Linked DNA regions of Sus scrofa: region 2 is linked to region 1. Evidence: chromatin contacts called from public Hi-C data. All regions are on one chromosome and are shown on one strand. Each heading gives the region's core, a stretch centred on a gene start, on an enhancer-like site or on the middle of the called end of the contact. The rest is flanking DNA. Distances are from core to core; before and after follow the strand shown.

Evidence for each region. Hi-C and Micro-C count contacts between places; a contact is called where the count stands out from the background.
Region 2: a Hi-C map of omental adipose tissue shows a contact between it and region 1, with 1.9 times the contacts expected there. The contact joins the promoter of TRMT1 here to the enhancer-like site in region 1. A contact is called at or near these places in 8 of 47 Hi-C or Micro-C datasets (alveolar macrophages, blood, embryonic fibroblasts and 3 more) and 1 of 2 datasets of contacts at active chromatin or transcription factors (alveolar macrophages).

Annotation. Positions count from the first base shown.
Region 1 is chr2:65,866,957-65,872,739 of Sscrofa11.1, reverse strand. CACNA1A (voltage-dependent P/Q-type calcium channel subunit alpha-1A) reads right to left here. Exons shown (of 54, transcript XM_021083710.1): 52 at 4,941-5,127; 53 at 4,068-4,318; 54 at 1,672-3,275. The coding sequence ends at 2,559. Among named protein-coding and RNA genes, the nearest start is that of IER2, 43 kb to the left of the region's middle. Within about 2 kb of position 2,584, at least 44 of the 83 cell types and tissues checked have an H3K27ac peak or open chromatin away from gene starts, as enhancers often do. A contact at or near this core is called in alveolar macrophages, liver, omental adipose tissue and 1 more, where this site is marked.
Region 2 is chr2:65,937,275-65,943,057 of Sscrofa11.1, reverse strand. It overlaps TRMT1 (tRNA methyltransferase 1), which reads right to left and starts at 2,905. Exons shown (of 17, transcript NM_001243450.1): 1 at 2,826-2,905; 2 at 2,316-2,519; 3 at 2,178-2,233; 4 at 1,821-1,954; 5 at 1,478-1,665; 6 at 1-53. The coding sequence starts at 2,500. NACC1 (nucleus accumbens-associated protein 1) reads left to right here and starts at 4,218. Exons shown (of 6, transcript XM_003123340.6): 1 at 4,218-4,402.

The DNA of each region.
Region 1 (5,783 bases), core at 1,335-3,834:
TGGGAGAACCAGGAGCTGCCTTTTCAGACCAAAGAAAAGTCTTTCACCTCAATTTGAACAAGGGGTACAGCTGGCCTTTTCCTTACCTGACTCAACATTGCTCTTATTAACTACAGTTTTGTGGCTGTTGACTATATTCACAGAAGCATTCACAGAATAGGCAGGGAGATGAGGCCCTGGGGTTGGAGAGCAGCAGGGTGAGGGTCCCTACCATCTTCTTCCTCCAGGCCAGCTTCTGGAAGCCTGGAGTCCTGGAGTGGGAGTGTACAGGCCTTGTGGGCTGATGGACAGACACGGGGGTTGGGGCTGAAGACAGAGGGAGAACAGTGTGTCAATCCCTTCTTAAGAACCCTGCCCTCACTGGTACCTCTGATACCTGCCTTCAACTTGAACTCGCTGTGACCATCTTTTTTTTGGCCACTTTTTTTTTTTTTTTTTTGCTCTGAACTTTGACCTCAAGGACTCCCCAGTTCCTATAGGTAATTTAGAGCCATCTCAGGAAAGTGCGTGATGGGATACAGCTTGTGGTGGAGCCCTTCAGAGGCAGCTTTTTGGGTGCAGGTGGGTGGGGTGGGGTGGGAGAGCTGGATGCCCAGGCCTGGGGCAAGGCTCACCTCTCACGGTGGGAGATGGTGGGGATGCTATCTTGGCAAAGGGTCCCTGAACTGGGTTTCCAGTTACCTCCTCAGCGTGTTTCTAATAGGAGTTTTGCTAACATTTGAGACCTCACACATACATGCTCCCTGGGGTCTCAGTGGCTGATCATGAGGATGGTCACCAAGGATTGTTGCTTTCAGTACAACCCAGCCTGGAGAAGCAGTAGCAGATGGTGGAGCCCTGGGGGGCTGTGGGGGGTACTGCCCTGTCCCCAATTCTGGTCAGTGTCTTTGGCTTTATCTTTCTCAAGCTTTTTTTTTTTTTTTTTTTTTGGTCTTTTCTAGGGCCGCTCCCAAGGCATATGGAGGTTCCCAGGCTAGGGGTTGAATTGGAGGTGTAGCTGCCGGCCTACACCACAGCCACAGCTGCATCTGTGACCTACACCACAGCTCACAGCAATGCCGGATCCTTAACCCGCTGAGCAAGGCCAGGGATCGAACCCACAACCTCATGGTTCCTAGTCGGATTCGTTAACCACTGCGCCACGATGGGAACTCCACTTTCTCAGGCTTTTTAAGGCAGCTGGGACCCCTGGAGCTCTGGGTACCTAGCTCTTGGAAGTGTGGGGCTTGTCTGCTGGGTTGGGAACCACAAATATGCAAATACGCGGATATGGCTAAAGGTACTGGCTGGAGAGCCACAGCGGCTTTTTCATCCTTAGCCACATTTTTTTTTTTTTTTTTGGTTTTTAGGGTCTGCAGCATAAGGAAGTTCCTAGGCTAGGGGATGAATCAGAGCTGCAGGTGTTGGCCTACACCACAGCCACAGCAACACCAGATCTGAGCTGCATCTGTGACTTACACCACAGCTCACGGCAATGCCAGGTCCTTAACCCACTGAATGAGGCTAGAGATCAAACCTGTGTCCTCATGGATACTAGTTGGGTTCATTACCACTGAGCCCCAACAGGAACTACCCTTAGCCACTTTCAATGTGCCTCCTTCCCAGGTTCCCCTGAAGAGAACTGGAGGGCACTTTGCAGAGGATATAAAGACCACTCCCATCCAGAGGCCCTTTGATTCAACTTTTTTTATTTTTTTTCTCTTTTTGAATGTCATGCAATAATTCACAGTCCCAAGCCCACAGTTTTCAAACAAGGTAGGAAAAAGGAAAAAAGAAGCAAAGGAAATCGGTGGTGTTTTTTTTTTTTTTTCTTTTTTCTTTTTGTTATTTCAAGCAGGACCAAATGTCAGAAAAAAATGCTTCTTTTCTCAATCATTAATTTTTTTGTCCTTTTTAAAATTGTTTATTTGTTTTAAATTGATTTCTGCAGGCAGTAATAGTAGGGTTTGGTATAACCAGCAAGCACTCCTGTGTGTGTCTGAGAACGTGTGTGGGGTATGAGTGTGTCTGGTGGAGGTCTGTGTGGGACGCTGGGTTTCCACTTCGCTTCTGCCTTTTTCGCCACACACGGGCCACCAGCTCGCGTTCACCAGGGAAAGGAAAGATTCAATTGAGATGATAAAACTCATCAATAGAAGCAATTTTTTTTCTCCCCGTTTTTCTTTTAAAAATGTTTTTTTTTTTTTTTTTTTGAAATTTCCATTTTCCCCAAGGTTCTCCAAAAATGGCTGAGTTAATTCGAATCCCTTGGCTGTGTGGTTTGTCTGCCCCGGAGGGCCCCCATCATGGGGGATCCGGGCTGGGTTGGGGGCGCGCCGTCGCTGCCCAGGAGCGGCTTGTCCGGGCTGAGGGTCTCTGCGGGACGCCCGGGTGTGTCCTGGCCCTGGGGACTTCCTCCAGAGTCCGGGGTCGTCCGGCTGGTCCTCTCCTAGGCCCTCCCCCGTGTGCTGGGCAGGTGGCAGCGAGGTGGCCCCGCGGCCGGTGCGGCTCCTCCCCGGGGGCGTGTGCGTGGGGTGCGTGGGGGGGCCGGGCGGGCGCGGGTGCCACCTCGCCCGGGCTTAGCACCAGTCGTCGTCGTCGGTCTCGCTGTAGGCTTCGTGCAGGCCTTTCCGGGAGCCCGGCCCGCGGGGCCTGGCCAGTCCGTGGGCTGGGTAGTAGCCGTTGGGGAGTCGCCGGCCGTGCCGGGAAGGCGAGGCGCAGGCCGGGCCCGGGGCCCGGGGAGTCCTGGGCGAGCACACGTGGCGCGCGGGGGGCGGCGCATCGTAGGCGGCGGCCCGGGGCTCCTCGCCGCCGCCGCTGCCCGGGCCGTCGGGCTCGTCGTAGTCGGAGCCCCGATAGTAAGCGTGGTGCCGGGGGCCCGGGGGCCCCTCGGATGCGTGCGCGCCGGGCGCCGGCCACCGCGCCCCGCCGTGGCGACACGCCCTGGGGGACTCGCTCCGGGCCGGGCCCGGGCCCCGCCGCTCCATCCCGGGCGAGCGGCTGCTGCCGTGGCCCCCCGGGGGCGGCCGCTCCCCGGCCAGAGGCTCAGCCGCGGGGCCCGGGTACCTCCGCGGGCCGCTGGGGGCCGCTCGGCCCGGCCGCGCTGCCGGCTGCTGCTGCTGTTGCTGCTGCTGCTGCTGCGGGGGACCCGAGCCGCCGGCCTTACGGATCACGGGGGAATAGGACACGTGTGGCCGGGGGGTGGAGGGGGTCTGGGGGAGCTGGCGGCGTCCCCGCCGCGGAGTGCTGGTACCAGATGTTGAGGGGGCTGGGCTTCCACTTACGGAACTACTGCCCTACACGAAAATTGAAACAAAGGAAATCAAAAAAAAAGATACAACAAAATCAACCAGAAGGAGACGGGAGGAGACACGGAGGACGGGAGGGTTGGGGGCGAAGGAAAACCAAAGGAGGGCGGGAGAGGGACAGGGAGGAGGAAGAGAGGGGGACACAGGACATTTGAATGGAAAAAAAGGAGAAAAGCAACAGCCACAGGGAGGAGGAGGGGGATGAGGGGAGGAAGGAGAGGAGGGGAGAGGGAGGAGGAGGGGAGAGAGAGGAGGGGAGAGAGACAAGGAGGGAGGGGGAAGTCGAAAACCAACACAACAAAGTGAAAAGAGAAATGAGAAATGGAGTTTTGTAAGTTTTGGGGTTAAAATAGCAGAAATTTCAAAAATTACTCACAGGCGTCCAGAGGACAGAAATCATAATCGAAACAAAAAACGGAAGCCGGGTTAAAGGAAAGCAAAAGGCAGCAGGCAGCCAGCGTGGGCATGAATTAAAGACCACGCTGGCCGGAAACTCAAAAGTGATCCACAACCAAAGAGGAAGCAGCTTCGGGCAGGCGGGGAGGGGGTGGCAGGCAGGCAGGGGGGCTGGGGTGGGCAGAGTGGGGAGTCAAAGTGGCAGGGGGCGGTGTCCACCCCTGCAGAGGCCCCTCTGGCTGGGGGAGCCCAGTGGTGGGCAGAGTCAGAGGTCACAGTGGGAGTGGGAATGGGGACTCTGCCAGAGTGGCTGTGGGGTGTGGGCTCCCCTCCTCTCCTGGACCCCACGGGCTCCCCATCAGGGGTGTCTCCCGCCACACCCACCTGCCGGTGTGCCATGTGCTCACGGCCCTCACTGGGTGAGCGGGACCAGCGGTGGTCCCGGGCCCGGGCCCGGCCATGGTCAGGCCGCTCCTGGGCATAGCGCTCCTTGTCTGGCGGCGGGGGGTGGTGGTGATGGTGGTGGTGATGGTGCTGCCGATGCTTCCGGTCTTTGGGCCGGCCCCGCTCCTGGTCTCGTTCCTTTGATGGCAGGTCCCCAGACTGGGTGGTCATGCTCAGGTCTGTCCCCAAGCCTGGGCCGGATGGAATCAAGACAGACAGACAGATGGGTGTGAGGGAGGGGTGGCATGGGCACCTTCCCTTGGACACCAAAAACGGCCTGGTGGGTGTTGGGAGTGGTGCTGGTTCTCTCTGCTATAGCAACACAGGATCTGTCTGAGCTGCATCCTTGACTTATTGCCACAGCTTGCGGCAATACTGGATCCTTAACCCACTGAGCGAGGCCAGGGATCAGACCTGCATCCTCATGGACAGACACTGTTTCGGGTTCATTTTTTTTTTTTTGCATTTTAGGGCTGCCCCTGCGGCATGTGGAAGTTCCCAGGCTAGGGGTTGAATTGGAGCTACAGCTGCCAGCCTAAGCCACAGCCACAGCCACTGCCACTTGGGATCCACATCTTGTCTGCGACTTGTACCACAGTTCACAGCAACGCCGGATCCTTAACTCACTGAGCAAGGCCAGGGATTGAACCTGAATCCTCATGGATACTAGTTGGGTTTGTAACCCGCTGAGCCACAACGGGAACTCCTCCAGGCCTTTCCGTCTTTTCTCTCTCAGTGTCTGCCCTGCTCTGTCTTCCTCTTCCTCTTTCCCTTACAGAGTCTCCAGGCCCTGAGACCTGAATGGCGACCCACCTGTGTCCACGTCCGTGTAGCGGCCCAGGGAACGCTCGGAGGCTCGGTGGCTGCGGTCTCTGCGCCGCTGGTGGTGCCGCTGGTTCTCCTCGGGCGGCACCCTCTCCAGGGAGTAGTCGTCCAGGCGCCGGGCCTTGGGGCCTAGCACGGAGGCTGAGCGCTTCATGGGGCTGGTGTCTGAGATGGTCTGGGGGTGGGGGGGACAGGCCGGCGGGCTGGGGTCAGCAGCTGGCGCCAAGCAGTCCTGGTCTGTCCTGCCCCACTGGCCATTGGTGACCCGGGGGTGACCATCCAGGGGTGGGACTGGGGAGGGGGGCTCACAGGACTCAGCTCCTGATCAACCAGGGCCCCAGGACTCACTCCTCTGTCCCCTCCTGGGCTCATCCTGAGTTCTGGCTAGGAGGCCCTATTCTATTCACCTGCTGCTAGGACAGGCAGGCGGGCCAAAGGGCAGAGCTTCCTCTGTCCAGGGGAGCCCTGGACCCTGGGTCCTGCCTGCTCTCCAGGTGGGGGAGGGGCCTCTGCCTCTTGTTGGTGTCGGGCCTATAGGCCCAGTGCCAGGCCACCCAGCTCACTGTCCTCCTCAGCCACCTGGGCCTGGACTTTCCTGTCCACCTGAATTTGGCTTCTGTGAGGATGGTAGGGGTTGGCTTTTTTCATCCTTGGCCTGCAGCCTGGGAGCCTGCATGTGTCCTCCCCACCAACCGCCAAGTTGAGCCAGGTTCTTTGCTGGGAGATGAGAGAAGATGGGGCAGACAAGGCCCGGGGCCTGGCCCAGCCGAGGGGCCAGCCTCCCTGCCCGAGGCAGGAGGTTTAAGGGTTATGACAGGGGAAAGAGCCTCC
Region 2 (5,783 bases), core at 1,656-4,155, 70 kb before region 1:
GGTCGATGACATCAAACCGCTCTGATGCCTTCTGGTGCTGGTACATCAGCATCCTGGGAGCAAGAGGCCCAGGTCCTCAGCCCCCTGCACCGGGGGCCTACTCTGTCCCCTATACATGTTCACTCATGTGCTGTGATGGTTTGGGCCTGGATTCAGGGGCAAGCTGCCCAGCTTCAGATCCTGGCTTAGCCATTTGCTGATTGCATTAACACTTCATCCTTGGGCTTGTTCACCCATCTAACAACAGCAAAAATAACAGCTAAGTCTGATGTGGCACATATATAACTGGCACCGCAGGTTCTAGATTCATTTACTCATGTAATCACACAGTTTTCCCTGGATTTGTAACTATTGTTATTCTTTGTAGGTTAAGAAAAGGCAAATGCTACTTTCTCAACATCCTACCCTGACCTTGTTATTTATTTATTTATTTATCCGGGCCACACCTGTAGCATATGGAAGTTCCCAGGCTAAGAGTCCAACTGGAGCTGCAAGCTTTTGGCAATGCTGGATCCTTACCCCACTGAGTGAGGCCAGGATAGAACCCACATCTTTATGGATACTAGTCAGGTTCTTAGCCCACTGAGCCACAACAGAAACTCCTATGTCTTTATTCTTTATTTTTTTCTGAGGCATGCAGACGTTCCAGGGGCCAGGATTAAACCCAAGCTAAAGTAGTGACAACTTGAATCCTTGACCACTAGGCCCCCTGGGAACTCCCTGACCGTGTTATTTAAAACTGCTACCTTCTCCTTTCCTTCCTTCGTCTCTTGTACCATGTATCCTCTCCCTGCCCCCAGAACTTCTCACCTCTAGTATACTGACAGTTTACTTATTTATCATGATTATTTGTTATAATCTATTAGTTTATAATATGGTTAGGAAAGCAAAGGTTTTTAATTAATTATTTTTCTGTAAAGGATCGAGAAGTAAATATTTTAGGCTTTGTGAAGAATAAAAAACATTCTTTTGCTCGACCTTTAAAAATGTAAAAGACATTCTTAGATTCTTAGATGGCAGGCCATTAAAAAAAAAAAAACCCAAGCTTCGGGACTTGCAGGCTGCAGTTTGCTGATCCCTGCATTACAAACTCCACAAAGTCAGGGATTTTGCCTGTATTGTTTACTGACTCAGTCCTGATGCTAACAGTGCCTGGCACATAGCAGACCCTAGATCCACACTGGTTTACTCGACTGAATAAAAGTATAAGAAATTAAGTCTCAAATGGAAACGGTAACGGTACTTATTCCTAACTCAGAACACAAGCCATTACAAGTATAACTCGCTTAAATCAGTATAGCAATCCCTGTAAGACTACTGTCTTTGTTTTACAGACAAAGGAACTAGGGCTTAGAGAGGTTAAGGCCACTCTCCCAAGGTCACAGAGCAAGAATATGACATAGCTAGGATTTAACTCCAGGCCACTTTGTTCCAGAAAGCACCTTCCAGCAACCAGCCTCTACTGCCCAGAACCTACCGGGCATCTGCCTGGCTGGGCTGTACAAGGTGGGCTACATCATTGAGCTGTACATTGCGGCGCATGAGATCCACGGCTCTGGCAGAAGCATCGTTGGCAACCACGGATCGGAGCCCAGGCACCTCTCTGGCAAAGCGAATGGAACGTAGCCCTGACGCTGCCAGACCCTCCAGCACTCGCAGGCCTTCCTGTTGGAGTAAGCAGGGAGCCCTATTCACATGGATATCTCCATCTTCTGCTGGGCCCAGAGAAGAACCACTCCCCCACCCACCTCCTACAGCTCTTCCCTTCCTTCATCACCCACTGGACCCCAGAACTGCCACCTTCTATGTTCAGGGCCCACCTCGCAGATATCCCCCACGGCAGCTGTTCCAGGTTGGTCTCCTGGGGCACCCTCTTTCACTTCAGCTTTGTCCTCCTCTTGCTCCGACAAGTCCACCACCACCTTTTGCAAGTCCTTCTCACCTGGCACCTTGACTGCAGCCACCCAGAAGTGCAAGTCAGAGGATATCAAAGTGCCCTCTGAGAAACCTTCCCCTGCTCTTCAGAATATTCAGAAGATCCAGGAAAGAAAATCTTCCCCAAAGTCCCTGGAACAGAAAGGGCTGGAGCCTTTCTGAAATGTAAGAGCGTGAAGGGGCGGGGCAAGGAGAGAGCTGTGTGACACCCCTGCCCACCAGGAACCCGGACCTTCACTCACTCTGAATTCCTTTGGCCCCAAGCTGAATGCGAGCAAACTCGGTGATCACAGCACATCTGCGGGAGACAGTCAGCTCACATCTCCTCATCCGCACAGACCCACTGCCCTTTGCCAAGCTAATCTGGGACCCCTACTCACGTCAGGTCCCGGTTGAACTCCTGCACCGGGTTGTAGAAAACTTCGTTGGCGCTGGGGAAGACGATTTTGGCGGCCCCCTCGGTGACCGTCGTCTCCTGAGCCTCAGGTGGGAACTCTTCTCCGCGGTGCTCGGTGCCATTCTCCATTGCCGCTGGATCTGGCGGCCCTTGGGGCTGCCCCTCCATAAACCGGGCTCTACAGATACTGCGGGCGGAGCGGAGAGTCAGGCTTAGCCACAGAACGATCCTCCCACGGGACATCCGCGGGCGCCTCTGCCAACCAAGCCTGGTTCGGAGGGCAGGGGAGGGAACAGGGAGAACATCAGAGAGGTGCGTTCCCGGGCAGGGTGGCTTACATGTCACTAAAGTAGGGACTAAGGAGACTCTGAGGCCTCGGTAAATTGACACCACTCCCCCCGTCTTTGGAGAACTGCCCCTACGAAGTTGGAAGCCCTCGAGCGGGCCCGCCCCTGGCCAGGATCCCTCCTCGCGTCGCCCAGGCCCTCCTCACCTTCTCTCGCGGCACGGAAAACCGAATTAATTTCGGTGCACGTTTCCCGGATTAGGACCTGGGCGCCGCCATGTTGGCACAGTGGGAGGGCACGTCACGTGACAGAATCCAGTCAATCAGTGATGCTACCTACAGTGGGCAGCGGGAATCAAAATGCACGGCGCAAAGAGCTGAACGTGTTGTGTGGTGGCCTCAATCACTGCGGCTCCCCTGGGAGGGAATACGTCACTAGCCCCATTTCTCGGATGAGGAGGGTGAGGCTCAGAAAAGGGGCGATAAGCGGAAATCCAACACCTATTGATCGTCTCCTGTTTCCTGGGTTTTAAGCACATTATTTTCAGGGCATCCTGCAGGAATAACTCAGGCTCTGAAAACAGATTTACTGCGTTTGAAACTCAGTCCTACCACATGCTCTTGGCACTTTATTTAAATTATACTCACTTTCCTTACCTGTTAGAGAAGAATCCTATAGAGCAAAAATTAAACGACATTGGAAAATGTGCAAAGTAGTCCCTCTCACATAGTAAACCTTCAGTAGGTTCTAAGTGGTGTAGGAAAGGAGGGCATAGAGGCCTGTATTCCCCAGCTCATCCTGCTACTTGTTCTTAATGTTCTCTGCTCATATTTACACATTTGCAAAATGGGCAGAACTTTTAAACTTTCGTTATTGAGTTGTGACGAGAATTAAATGAGTGAAATGCTTAGAATGGAACGTGGCATCGCATAAGCATCATAAAATACTTGTTCTGCCATGCCTGTGGCATGTCGAAGTTCCCAGCCCAGGGACTGAACTTGATCCGGGCCGCTGCAGTGACAACACCGGATACTTAACACGTTGTGCCACAAGGGAACTCCAAGTATTAACTTTTATTGTCTCTTCTTGAGCCTCGGTTTGAATCCTGGAACCCGCCACCACTTCCTTGCTGAGTGATCCTGAGGAGGTTTCTTCGTTTCTCTGTGCTTTCTTATTTTTTGAAAGTGTGTGTGTGTGTGTGTGTGTGTAAAATAACTCCTATCTAAAGATGTTAATGTGAAGTTTAAACGAGATAATCCCATAAAGAACACAAAACAGTGCCTGACACAATAAACAGCAGACATTATTGTTTGCGTTTTTACAGGAAACTAAAATTCCGAAGGGAAAGCGACTTGCTTTAGGTTGTGGGACTAGAAGGTGACGGGGTGGGGACTGGAACTCTCCAGCAGGGCCGAGGTCCAGGCGTTGAGTCCAGGGGGCGGAGGGAGGAGACTGAGAAAAGAAGGGGTGTGCTCTCGGTGCTCGGCTGGCCTAGCCTCGGGGGGGCGGGTTTTGGGGGCGGTGCGCGGGCGGGGCCAGGCCGCTCCTCCCCGGCCGGGCTGCGGCGGCGGCGCGCCTTGCGCTCGCTCGGCGCTCGGCTGGGGCGGCCTGGCCCACAATGAATGGCCGCCGCGGCTGCCGCTGCTGCTGAGGCGGAGGCCGCGGAGGCCGCGGAGGCGGAGGCCGAGGCCCCGGCGCAGGGGGGCGCGCCCCGGGCCCAGGCCCGGCCCCAGCCGCCGCTGCGGAGCCTGCCGGGAGCCCCCGGAGCGCGGCCACGGCGCAGGTGAGGCGGCCCGCCCCAGGCCCGGTTCCGGCCTCCTCTTGCTTGGGCGGCCCGAGGGCATCCGAGGTCTGGCTAAGGGGCGAGGGGAGGGAAGACATGGGGGCCTCCTCCAACCAGGAACCTGGCCAGTAGCCTGCACTATGCCCCAGCCGGCGAGTGTGTGGGGAGTCCCGGCCCCCGCGAGCGGCTTCGAGCGTTCAGCCCCGCGCGGGACCGCGGGGCTTGCGGGCGTCGGGATCGGGCCCAGACCTCCCCCTATTCCCGGCCAGAGAGGCGTGAGGCCAGGCCGGGGCAGGTGGCTAGGGGCCCAGGAAGTTGGAGGGAGGGCCGGAGGAGGAAAAGTGAAGAGGCGCCCGTGGAGGCCGGAGGGGGAGGGGGAGGAGGAGTCGGTCTTTGGGCCGGCGGAATGGGGGAGGAGGGGAAAGCGGCTTGGCTGGAGGGAAATGGCCCCGAGGGGGGCGGGGAGGGGCCGGGCTTGCAGGTACTGTCGGGGCGCCGGAGGAGGTGGGTCAGGTTACAGGCTTGGGGGCGGCTGGGGAGAAGCCCAGGAAGTGGAGCTGGGTGGGTGTGGGCGGAGTTAGTTCGGGTGGGGGCGGTTAGGAGATCCCAGAGATGTTTGCAGGGGTCACATGAGGTTAGTGCTGGGAGCGTTGGAGGGGTGGCGAGGGCCGGATACGGGGGCGATCAGGTAGGTTGAGGAACTACTGTAGGAGCTTTGGGAGGGAGAGGCAGAGCCTTTGGACTAAGTAGGCTTGTGGGGGTGTAGGAGCAGGTCCGGAGAAAGTACTGTGATCAAAAGGCACGTGCCAAGGTGCGCCCCCCTTTGTCGGCCAGATGTTAAGTTGGAGTCAAACCTGAAGTGTTTACTCTTTCTCACACCTCTCATCTCTATTTATCAGGTTCTAGGTCCCGACCTACCCTTTGGGCAAGCCTCTGCGGGCTGTTCCAGAGTTTGAGCCTGCCAGGAGGGTGTTTGTGTGGGATTCTTGGGAAATAGTCTGGAACACCTAGCTTGCCCATATTGTTTATCACCCTCTTGTACATCTCTAACCGGTATATCTTCATGGAGGCAGCCCAGCATATACACACACACCCCACCCCCCACCCCTGTTATCTGAACACCTTAGGGTCTTAGATTCTTTCCCCACCTTGGGGCCCTCAAGCCTAGGGGTTGGGACCTCACAGTACCCCCACATTCTCTCAAGTGTCTTACTAGAAGGTGAGCATATAAAGCTCAGTTCATTGTGTCTCAGAGGCTCCTGATGGGGTGAAGGCAGGTCACTGAGAGGGATCAAAACAGGCCCCTGCACCCAGGCCCTGGCCTTTGGTGCTACTGATCCCAGGGCTCTGCCTCTGGAGTGCTCTTCTTGTCCAGGCCCTG